Regions from separate parts of the Mus musculus genome. Here region 1 is linked to region 2. A link is a contact called in public HiChIP or PLAC-seq data. All regions are on one chromosome and are shown on one strand. The core of a region is the stretch at or near the end of the contact, and the rest is flanking DNA. Distances in the headings are between cores, read along the strand shown.

Region 1 (5,125 bases), core at 555-3,054, 2.9 Mb before region 2:
CTTACACCTCTGCTGGGCCAGCGTAGGTAGTCACAGTGAATACTTAGGGACTTGAATCTTCTGTGAGTCTACAGTGTGACAACCTGTGGGGTGGTTGACACTTTGGGCTGATTACCATGCTTTCAATGATAAGTCATTAAAAGAAATTTGATAACCAGACATTGCTTTACAACATCCACTGCTTCGAAGTGAGCCATGTGCTGCTATTGGGACTGGAACACCTTGTATTAATGCAGTCACAGCAGACAGAGGGGGCTGTCCTTTTCATCCTGTCACCTTAAATGTTAAAGGTTCACTGAGTATCCATTGAAGAAATAGAGGAAGACATTTTGAGATCCTGAGACTCATGGAAAAGATTTAGTTGGCTTGTTCATCTCTAGACAGGAATTAAAGATCCTGTTTTCTCTGTCTACACTGAAGTGTTTTGGAAGGAAAGCAGTAACTATTTTGTGACTCTTCATTAGTCTTGTATGATTACAGATGTATTTATATTGTGCTATTTATAAAATATTCAACACTAGGGTAGGATGAAGTGATTAAAAGCATCGGTTTTATCATGAGTGAAGGTCAAAACCATGATGTTTTGATTTGCTATTATACAATGATTATTGTAATTGAACTAATTAATATACCTGTGAGCTCATGTAGCTACATCTTTTGTAATTGTTCCAAATATTTTACTACACATTGTCTCCAGAACTTGGTTACTGGAAGTTTGTATACTTAGGCAGACATCTCATTAGACTTGTGGTAATGATCACTATACCCTGATGCTTTGCGTTTTGTTGATGTCATGCAGTATTTGGTTTTCTGTGTCTGGCTTACTTCACTTAGCACACTGTCCTTCAGGTTGCTGTAGCTGGCAGGCTTTCCTTCTGAACGCTGGATCTCTCTCTCTATGTGCCTCTGTCTGTCCGCCTGTGTGTGTGTGTGTGTGTGTATATATATATACATCTGGAATATGTATATGCCCATTCCCACCCTTCTTTAATTAGTCTTTGATCTGTAAGCAGACTTTTAGTTCAGTTCCTTATCTTAGTTATTATGAAAAATATAGTGACTATGAGTTCAGATATTGAGATGGTTTTATTTCTTTTATTAAATAAAAAAATGGAATTGCTAGGTTATTTTATAGTTTGGTTTTTTAAAAAGAAATCTTTAGTTTTTCTCTGGTCAGTCTTTAAGTAAACATAAAGAAAATATCCTAATAATGTATTTTGTAATGAATTGTCAAGAGTATTGTAAGCAAATGTTTATTACAGTCATGTAACCTTCATTCAGCCAGGTGAAGAGTAGAGGAACTTAGTGACTGCTTGAGAATTGTGTGTTTTCACAGTGAATTCATCCGCTGTGAGTAGACAGGAGGGATCTCTTCTTACCTGACTTCCCCTGGAGACGCTCAGTGAACTCAGTGACAGCGCATTGTTAGATACATTGTTATGCAGGTGCTTCTTCCTAGGAGTGAAAAAGGAAGGTCTGTTCCGTCTGCTGGAGCTAGGAACCAGAGAGGAGAGAGAGAGGCCTTGTAGATTTTGGCTGCTTGTTTCTATTCTCAGAAATGCAACTTTATTCACAAGGAGGCACATTCTAGAACAATTGAGAAGACTCCTTTCAGATCATGCCTTATTCTTATAAAAGAATAAGGTTGATAGAGAAGAAGATGTCCCTGTCACAATCTGAATAGCTGGTGAAGCAAGTTTGGTTCTAGTGTTTCTTTCTAGATTACAGGAGCATTTCTCACAGATGGTGCCGCCGTCTGTTCAGTGTGGATTCTGTTTGTTTTTGAGATAGGGTCTAATCTAAGCCCTGACTAACTTGGTGCTTTTTAGTTCAGACTGGCCTTGAGCTCTTTTGCTTGTCTCTGACTGTTGGCATTACAGGCATGGATCACCATTTTTGGTGAGTTTGGGTTTTTGTCTGTATGTTTCTGTGTGTATGCACACATGTATGTTTTCTTAGAGGTTTCTCATTGAACCTGAATCTCACTGATTAGGGTAGCTTGGCTGACCAGTAGAGTTCAGGAATCTGCCATTCTTCCCCATCCCCCATCCCTACATGAGTTTTTATGTGGATGCTGGAGATCCTAACCTTGGCACTCAGCTTTGCAAAGTGAGCACTTTACCAACTGAGCTATCCTCCCAACCTCCAGAGTGTGGATCCTGACTGACAGTTGAGAAATTATGACTTATCCAGCAGATGGTATGCTTAGTTGCCATTCTAGATACAGTGTAGAGAGATAGCAGAGAAGACAGGTTTTATTCTTATAGACTTTATGTGCTTTATCTGTGGCAGTGTTGTCACCTGCTCAGGAGAGTGCTGTCTAAACAGTGACATTTTCCTTCTAATGCCGCAAGACGTTTGTTAGCTGGGCGTGGTGGCACACGCCTTTAACCCCAGCACTCGGGGAGGCAGAGGCAGGCGGATTTCTGAGTTTGAGGCCAGCCTGGTCTACAAATTGAGTTCCAGGACAGCCAGGGCTACACAGAGAAACCCTGTCTCGGAAAAAACAAAAACAACAAAAAAAAGAAGTTTGTTTATAGCCTTCCAGAATTGCTCACCTTAGAATTTATAGCCTGGATTATGAAATTTGGTTTGTTGTTAGAATAATCCATGAGGTTTTTAAGAAATCTGTTTTCTTAATTACTCATAGATTTTGACTCATTAAAGTTTATTAAAAAATGCTTTTAAGTTAACTTGTTAATGAATTACTTGAGGTTGACTAAAGCTTTTGAGTCCTAGGGAGATAGCAAGTTGAAAAGGTGCTTTCCTCACTTGGGCCTGCGTTTGCTCTCCAGAACCATGTGAAAATATTGAGCATGTATGTCCTTGTAATTTTAATGCTTGGGAGAAGGAGACAGGATTCTTGGGCTTATCTATTTGGTGAGCTTCAGTTTGAAGACAGACACTATGTCAAAGGATAGGAATGACATTCCTGAGACTGTCCCCCGCTCTCCATACATATGCTCACAGACATGCCTGTGCACCTGCACACACACATGTACCTGCATACTGCTTTAAAAATGTAAATTGTAGTTTTAAATATAAATCCAGATTTTTATCTGTAGGGATTACTTTAGGTATATACCCATATCTTATTTATTTCTGTATTAGTATATGGCATCATAATAGTTGTATTTTGATTGAAGTCTTATAAATTAATTTTTCCAATTAGGTCCATTAAAAAAGACTGCTCATGATGTGTTTAATTTTTCCTCTTTAACTCCAGCCTTTCATTATAGACAGCTTTACTGATAAAACAGACACAGTTCTGACATGTCCTATCCTTTGTTCAACATGAACATATATAAGGATATCTTTTAAATTTTTCTGTGTTTATCTAAGTAGGAAATAGATAAAACTCAACATACAGTGTATTAAATAGGCAAATAGATGTGCTGTAATTTTGATTCTGGTTTTAAGGGAAAGAGAAAATTCTAGGGAAAATTTGTTACTCTATAAATAAAAGTTTTTCAGATAATCATTTATTCATCTCTTTACTTCTTTTGTGGCTAGTGTGGGGTGGATAGGAGGGTGGGGGCAGAGTCTTAACTATATAGCTCTGGCTTGGCTGGCTGCCTTATAACTTAATATATGGAACAGGCAGTCTTGAAACTTGTGGTAATCTTGCATCTGTCTCCTAGTGCTGGAATTATAAGTATGTGCCACCATTTTTATAATATGAGCTAGCTTTTAATATTTAATTTAGTTAAGACAGTTTTAAGAATTTTTATTATATTCACATTTGTGTGGGTATATGTGTTGTGTGTGTATGATGTATGTGTGTGAGCCATGATGTTCATATTGATATCAGAGGACAATTTATATACTCAATTCTCTCTTTCCATCTTTAACATGGGTTCTGGTTTTGAACTCAGGTCATCAGGTTCCTGTAGTAAGTGCCCTTGTGGTGGTCCAAACTGGACTTTAGAGTTGAAGAAAGCTCAGAAAGTTAATTCTCCCCTAAGTGGATACTGAGATGACTCACATGCTCCCTCCATAGGTCTATTAATATTTATTACGTAGTATCCATCATGGGAAAAATTGTGTTTGGGGATGTTTGCAAGTATTTTTTTTTAAATTTTTTAAAAAAAGATTTATTTATTTTATGTATGAGTACACTGTCGCTGTCTTCAGACACACCAGAAGAGGGCATCAGATCATATTACAGATAGTTGTGAGCCACCATATGGTTGTTGGGAATTGAACTCAGGACCTCTGGAAGAGCAGCCAGTGCTCTTAACCATTTCTCAAGCTCTACAAGTATTAGTGCAGAAGGAAAATGCCTGCTGATGACTGAGAAATTAAAAGGCTTGGACAGTATGGAGCTCTCAGGCCGGCTTCCTGCTTCTTTGCTGAGTTCTAGGTTAATTGAGAATTTTGTGAAGTGGCAGATGTGAGTGATTGTTAATACACAGAGTTCTTAGAAGATCAACTCAAGATGCTTTTGTTTGTCTTCTAATTCACAGGGAGAATGATGAGTCAGTGAAGGAAGAAAAATCTGATTTAAAAGAAAAGTCTACAGGAAATAAGAAGGCCAATCGGTTCCATCCTTATTCAAAAGATAAGAATTCGGGCACTGGAGAAAAGAAAGGTCCAAATCGGAACAGAGTGTTCATTAGCAACATACCCTATGACATGAAGTGGCAGGCTATTAAAGATTTGATGAGAGAAAAAGGTAACAGTGTCTTCAGTAACTTACTGTTGTCTTTGTATAGGAAGGGGAGGACGTAAGCAGACTTTATTCCTCTTAGCCACACAGACTCAAAAACGAGAGAGACTTTTCTTTCTTGACATGTGAATTAATCTTTTCTTTTTCCTTCCACTTGGCAATTTCATTACAAGGAAGTATGGATAAATGAAGTATTTTTCTTTTTGCCATCTTAGTGGGATAGTGAAGCCAGCATCTGCATGCCACCAAGAATTTCGTTAAAGTGATTGCTTTGTCTTGTTGAAGTTTTTTAAAATAGATTTTAAAAGGACTATTGCATTAGTTAAGCAATGCATTTAGTTTGTTAATGTATGCATAAAAAGGTTGATTTTTTTCCCCCAAAGATGTTTTTGGTGGAGTCTGGAATCTGGCTGTGGAATTCACTTTGCTTGCCTTGTCACGCCTGCCATGCTGCTG
Region 2 (5,143 bases), core at 2,600-5,099:
CAACCTTTATTTTTAATGATGATTCTTAAATGTTTTAACCTCCCTTGTAACCCACTGCCCACCAGGGGGAGGAGAAATGGACCTGTTTAGAAATGGTTCTTTGGAGCAACTCCTGTCTGTGTTGTCTGGAAACCGTCAGTTCAGTTGACAGGTTAGCAGCGGCAGCTTGATCCACTCAAAAACATTTCACGGATACACCAGCAGTCCAGTTTGGTAGAGCTGAGAGAGCAAACACCAATCAGCAGCAGTGGCACTACCTAGCAGGGACAGTCAGGCCTCCCTCAGCCTAGCGTGAGTCAGCAGGAGGGACCATAAAAGAACACCTCTCAGGGAAGCAAAGATAGCAAAGATGTGTCTTTTACATTCCTTTCATCTGAAGCCTCCTCTTCATCCTCCTTCTGAGACGTGGCCTTTTGTATCTCAGGATGCCCTTGAACTATCATAGGTTGTCCAGAATGGCATTGAATTCCTTGTTCTCCTGACTTCACCTCTGAGCGCTAAGCCACCAAGCTCCTTTTACTTCTTTAATATAACCTTACATAGCTTTAACAATCTCTAAAATCTCTAAAATTGGTCTCTAACCGTATCCCAGCCTGTCCCTCCGAGCTAATTTACTAATCTCTTTTTTTTTTCCTTTTCAGAGTTAACCTGATTCTTATCACTCATCCTCCTACCTTCCTTCCCACTCCTAATCTTATCTACTACCTAAGTATATTCTAAATTGCCCTCGGCTCTTTATCTTCCAACTGTCGTTACTACAATAAACAGGACACTGCTCTTTATTGGTTAATACAATGTTTGCATGGTGGTAATATCCAGCAACTATGAGGAATCTTAGAGTTAATATTCTACTGGGGGAATATTACCTCAGAGTTTGAACTTCTAATGTTTCTTTTTGGCATTATTATTAAGATTTGGGTGGTTATAGCCATGCATGGAATACTTATGGTCCACATACCTGTTTTGTGGCACTTCTGTGCTCTGTGTTCATACTGTATGGCTGGCTCTACAGTATAACTCAAAACCAGGTACTCTTTTTGCTCAGCATTGCATTGGCTTTCTGGGGCCTTCTGAGCTTCCAGGAGACCCAAGTTCATAACTGCCTATAAGTCTAGCTCTAGAAGATCCAACACCCTTTTCTGGTCTCTGTGGGCATCTGCACACATGGCAGGCATACAGACAGACATGTACATCCATGCCAACACACACACACACACACACACACACACACACACACACACACACACACACACAATTTATGAAGCTAAAAACCAGAAATGGCATATGTTCTCCTTACATTATCCTGGACATCTATACCTCGCTACAGCCATGCTTGTACAACCACATTCACTGATGGTTTGTTCACAGTAGCTGAGAAATGGAATTGGCCTATGTGTCAGCCAACTGATGATGATGGATACATAATGAAAAGATGGATACAAGAGTTCTTAAAATTTCATTTTATACCGAGGGGTGTTTTGCCTGTGTGTTTGTCTGTGTACCATATGCTTGCCTAGTGCCTACCGAGGCCAGAAGATTCCCTGAAACTGGAATTACAAACTGTTTTGAGCCACTATATAGGTACTCTTAAATACTGAGTCATTATTCCAGCCCCCCCCTACTCCAAGCAATTTAAATCATCTGTAAAGAAAAAAGGAAATTATTAAATTTATAGGAAAATGGGTGGAACTGGAAATTATTATACTAAGTGAAATAACCCAGGCCCAGAAAGACAAATATCACCTGTCACAAACACCACACAAACTTTTAGCCATCAACCTGATACACAAAGTCACCTTGGGAAGACAGAACCTCAACTGAATAATCGCCCTGATCAGATTGGCCTGTAGCCATGTCTGTGAGGCATTTTTTTTTTAATCAGCCAAAATTTATTTATTTCTTGCACTTGAAGTATTCCTCGATGACATCCTTGGCCTGAGATTCTTTGCCATAGTCCTTAACCACTACGCAACTGCAACCAACCACCTTCCGTGGTTTCCCCTCTCGATCGATTTTACAGAGGCCTACCCATTCCCCTAGTTTCTTGTTGTCATCAACCTTGATCAGGTTGATTTGGTGCTCAGCACAAAGTGCCTCCACCAGCTTGACATACATGGGCTCATCACAGTTGGATGCGAGCACACACAGATGGGCTTGGCGCTTGTCTAAGGCTTTGGCAGCTTTGCGTATGCCACGTGCTAGGCCATCGTGGATGAGTGCGGTCTTCAGCACCTCTTGTAGAGCAGTGTTGACGTCCATTACACCTCCAGCAGCTATGCCTTCCTCGGCCATGGCGGTGAATCACGGGTGACGCCGAATCTTAAACGCACCCGAGCTTCCGCCTCCGCGCAAGTCGGCGGCGGCAGGGGAAAAGCGGCATTTTCTTAATGGCTAGTTTATGTAGGAGACCCCAGTCCACTGTGGGAAGTGCCATCCTAAAGTGGGGAAGGGATGAGGCCTTAAGAGGGGATGCAGATAGTGAACACGTGCCATAAGGCGTAGAGGTGAAGAAATACTGAGGCCGGAAAAGGTTGGCGCTGTAATGGGGCCATGATCATGGGGAAAAGGTGGGAGGAACATAGGGCTGGTGGTGGGAAGAGTTAAGCAGAGATGGGGAGGGGAGGTGGGGAGAGAAGGAAATAGGAGGAAGGGTAACAAACATAAGCATATATGAAAGTCTTATGGAAATCCACTGCTTTGTAAGCTAACTAAAACACATGTTTTAAAAAGGATTTGAAGCCGGGCGTGGTGGCGCACGCCTTTAATCCCAGACTCGGGAGGCAGAGGCAGGCAGATTTCTGAGTTGGGGGCCAGCCTGGTCTACAGAGTGAGTGCCAGGACAGCCAGGGCTACACAGAGAAACCCTGTCTCAAAAAAAAAAAAAAAAAAAAAAAAGGATTTGAAGCCCTAGCCGTGGTGCATGCCTTTAATCTCAACACTTGTGAGGCAGAGGCAAGCAGATAGCCACGTGTTTAAGGCTAGTCTGGTTGGTCTACAGAGCAAGTTCCAGACAGGCATGGCTACACAAAGAAACCCTGCCTCAGGAAAAAAAAAAAAAAAGGAAGAAAGGAAGGGAGGGAGGGAGGGAGGGAGGGAGGGAGGGAGGGAGGGAGGGAAGGAGGGAGGGAGGGAGGGAGGGAAAGGAGCTTGAATCGAGGTACCTTACATAGGCAGATAATGCCATTCCCCTAAGTCACAGTTATTACAAAAACATCTCAGTGACTGTGGTTGTCAGGGAGGCCTCAGATGTTTCCCAATTCTTGGAATTGTTCTTGCTTGCCCACCAGAACTAGATGGTATGGCATGAATGTTGTGGGGGTAAGATTTATTTGTTTTATGTATATAAATACACTATAGCTGTCTTCAGACACACCAGAAGAGGGCATTGGGTCCCATTACAGATGGTTGTGAGCCACCATGTGGTTGGGGGAATTGAACTCAGTACATCTGGAAGAGCAGTCGGTGCTCTTATCCTCTGAGCCATCTCTCCAGCCTACAACCAATCATTTTTCTATTGGATCTGAGGCTTGTTCCACAAAAGGAAATTCAGGCCTGTTACTATAAATCTGGTCAGAAGGGCAGGGATGGAAGTTTAAAGTCCTAGCAGAGAACCTACTCGCATTGTTTTGCTAAATAGACATAGTGTCCAGTCTCTTCTCAGGAAAGGAAGGGAAGAAAGAGGAGAGTCGTAGGTGGCCTTTAGAAGGTGAAACTAAACCTCCCTTTCTATTTATCCTTCTCACCGTAGCATGAGCTGGCAAAATAGGGATGTATGTTTCATTCAATTTAGTCAAGTGTTAGTTTCACTTAATTATTTTCATTCTCTCCAGCTTTGGCAATTAAAGCAACTGACAAACCACAACAGGAAGTTCACAATATATCTCTTGTACTGGAGGAAAAAAGGCATTGTACAGAGGAGGGCAGGCTGAAGAATGCACCCCACCCCAAGATATCCAAGCATTAATCTCTGGAATTTGTGAATCTTTCCTTATTTGAAGAAAAGGCCTTTTCAGGTTTGATTAAGGTGGGGGGTTTATCCTGGATTATCTGGGTAGACCCTAAAGTGTCCTTAGAACAGAAAAGTAGCAGAGACTTTACCACAGAGAAAAACACCAATCTGAGGACTAGAACAAGATGCTATGCTGCTGGCTTTCAAATGAAGGAGAATTCCCTCAAAGAGTATAGCTCTGTATACGATGTGTTGCAGGGCAGGTCCCCCTGGAGACTCCGAGGAAGCTCAGTCTTCTACTCTGATTTTGGTCCATGAAACAAATTTCAGACTTCCGACTTCTAAAACAGCAAAATGATCTACTTGTATACTTTTAAACCATAAAATTTTTGTAGCAAATGAGCAAATGGAAGGCATCTATGCCTTGTTCTTAAGGCATCAACCTGCTATCTAATTGTTTCTCCTAGTACCCTACATAATATCCACATGATGACAAACGAATATCATAACTCTGCCTAACTTCCTATGAGTATCTTATATACAATACAAAACACGCTAATGCCTTCCTCAAAGCCTCAGCAACTTTGGCATTGCTCAAAAGTTCAAATCCGAGCCAGGCGTGGTGGCACATGCCTTTAATCCCAGCACTCGGGAGGCAGAGGCAGGTGGATTTCTGAGTTCGAGGCCAGCCTGGTCTACAGAGTGAGTTCCAGGACAGCCAGGGCTACACAGAGAAACCCTGTCTTGAAAAACAAAACCAAAAAAAGTTCAAATCCAAAGTCTTTCTAATGAGACTCAAGATGATCTCTTACCCATGAGCCTCTGGGGATGGGGGTGGGCTTTACATCCGCCCTGAAAGAAAATAAAACTTGAGACCTGTGATTCATGTAATTTATGTCAAATAGCCCAAAGAGTTGTTTTGAGCTTTGAAACCTGGGGTTGAGAACATAGCAGAACAGGCCAGGACATGCCCGGGCAGGCCCGTCCTTAAGACATTCCTGAAGCTGCTTGGCCATAAGATAAAGAGAATGACAGTGCCTCCCTATCTCCTGCCCTTCAGACCTAAGTTAAATGTTATCTGTATGTACAGTCTGCTGATTGGTCTCCAAGCCTTTCATGAAGGTGCTGACTTCTATGTGGGGAGTGAAAGAACCTAGTGGGGAAACTAGGTTTCACGAACAAGTTTAAATGGAC

The links. HiChIP or PLAC-seq counts read pairs in DNA pulled down with a chosen protein or histone mark.
Region 1: an H3K27ac HiChIP or PLAC-seq map of extraembryonic endoderm stem cells shows a contact between it and region 2, with 14 times the contacts expected there. The contact joins two enhancer-like sites. A contact is called at or near these places in 2 of 39 promoter capture datasets (hippocampal neurons and pre-B cells) and 1 of 115 datasets of contacts at active chromatin or transcription factors (extraembryonic endoderm stem cells).

The regions. Positions count from the first base shown.
Region 1 is chr2:125,116,215-125,121,339 of GRCm38.p6, reverse strand. It overlaps Myef2 (myelin basic protein expression factor 2, repressor), which reads left to right. Exons shown (of 16, transcript NM_010852.2): 2 at 4,467-4,675. Among named protein-coding and RNA genes, the nearest start is that of Gm46759, 4.9 kb to the left of the region's middle. Within about 2 kb of position 1,804, at least 17 of the 459 cell types and tissues checked have an H3K27ac peak or open chromatin away from gene starts, as enhancers often do. A contact at or near this core is called in extraembryonic endoderm stem cells, where this site is marked.
Region 2 is chr2:122,217,142-122,222,284 of GRCm38.p6, reverse strand. It overlaps the pseudogene Rps12-ps10. Among named protein-coding and RNA genes, the nearest start is that of Sord, 15 kb to the left of the region's middle. Within about 2 kb of position 3,849, at least 33 of the 459 cell types and tissues checked have an H3K27ac peak or open chromatin away from gene starts, as enhancers often do. A contact at or near this core is called in extraembryonic endoderm stem cells, where this site is marked.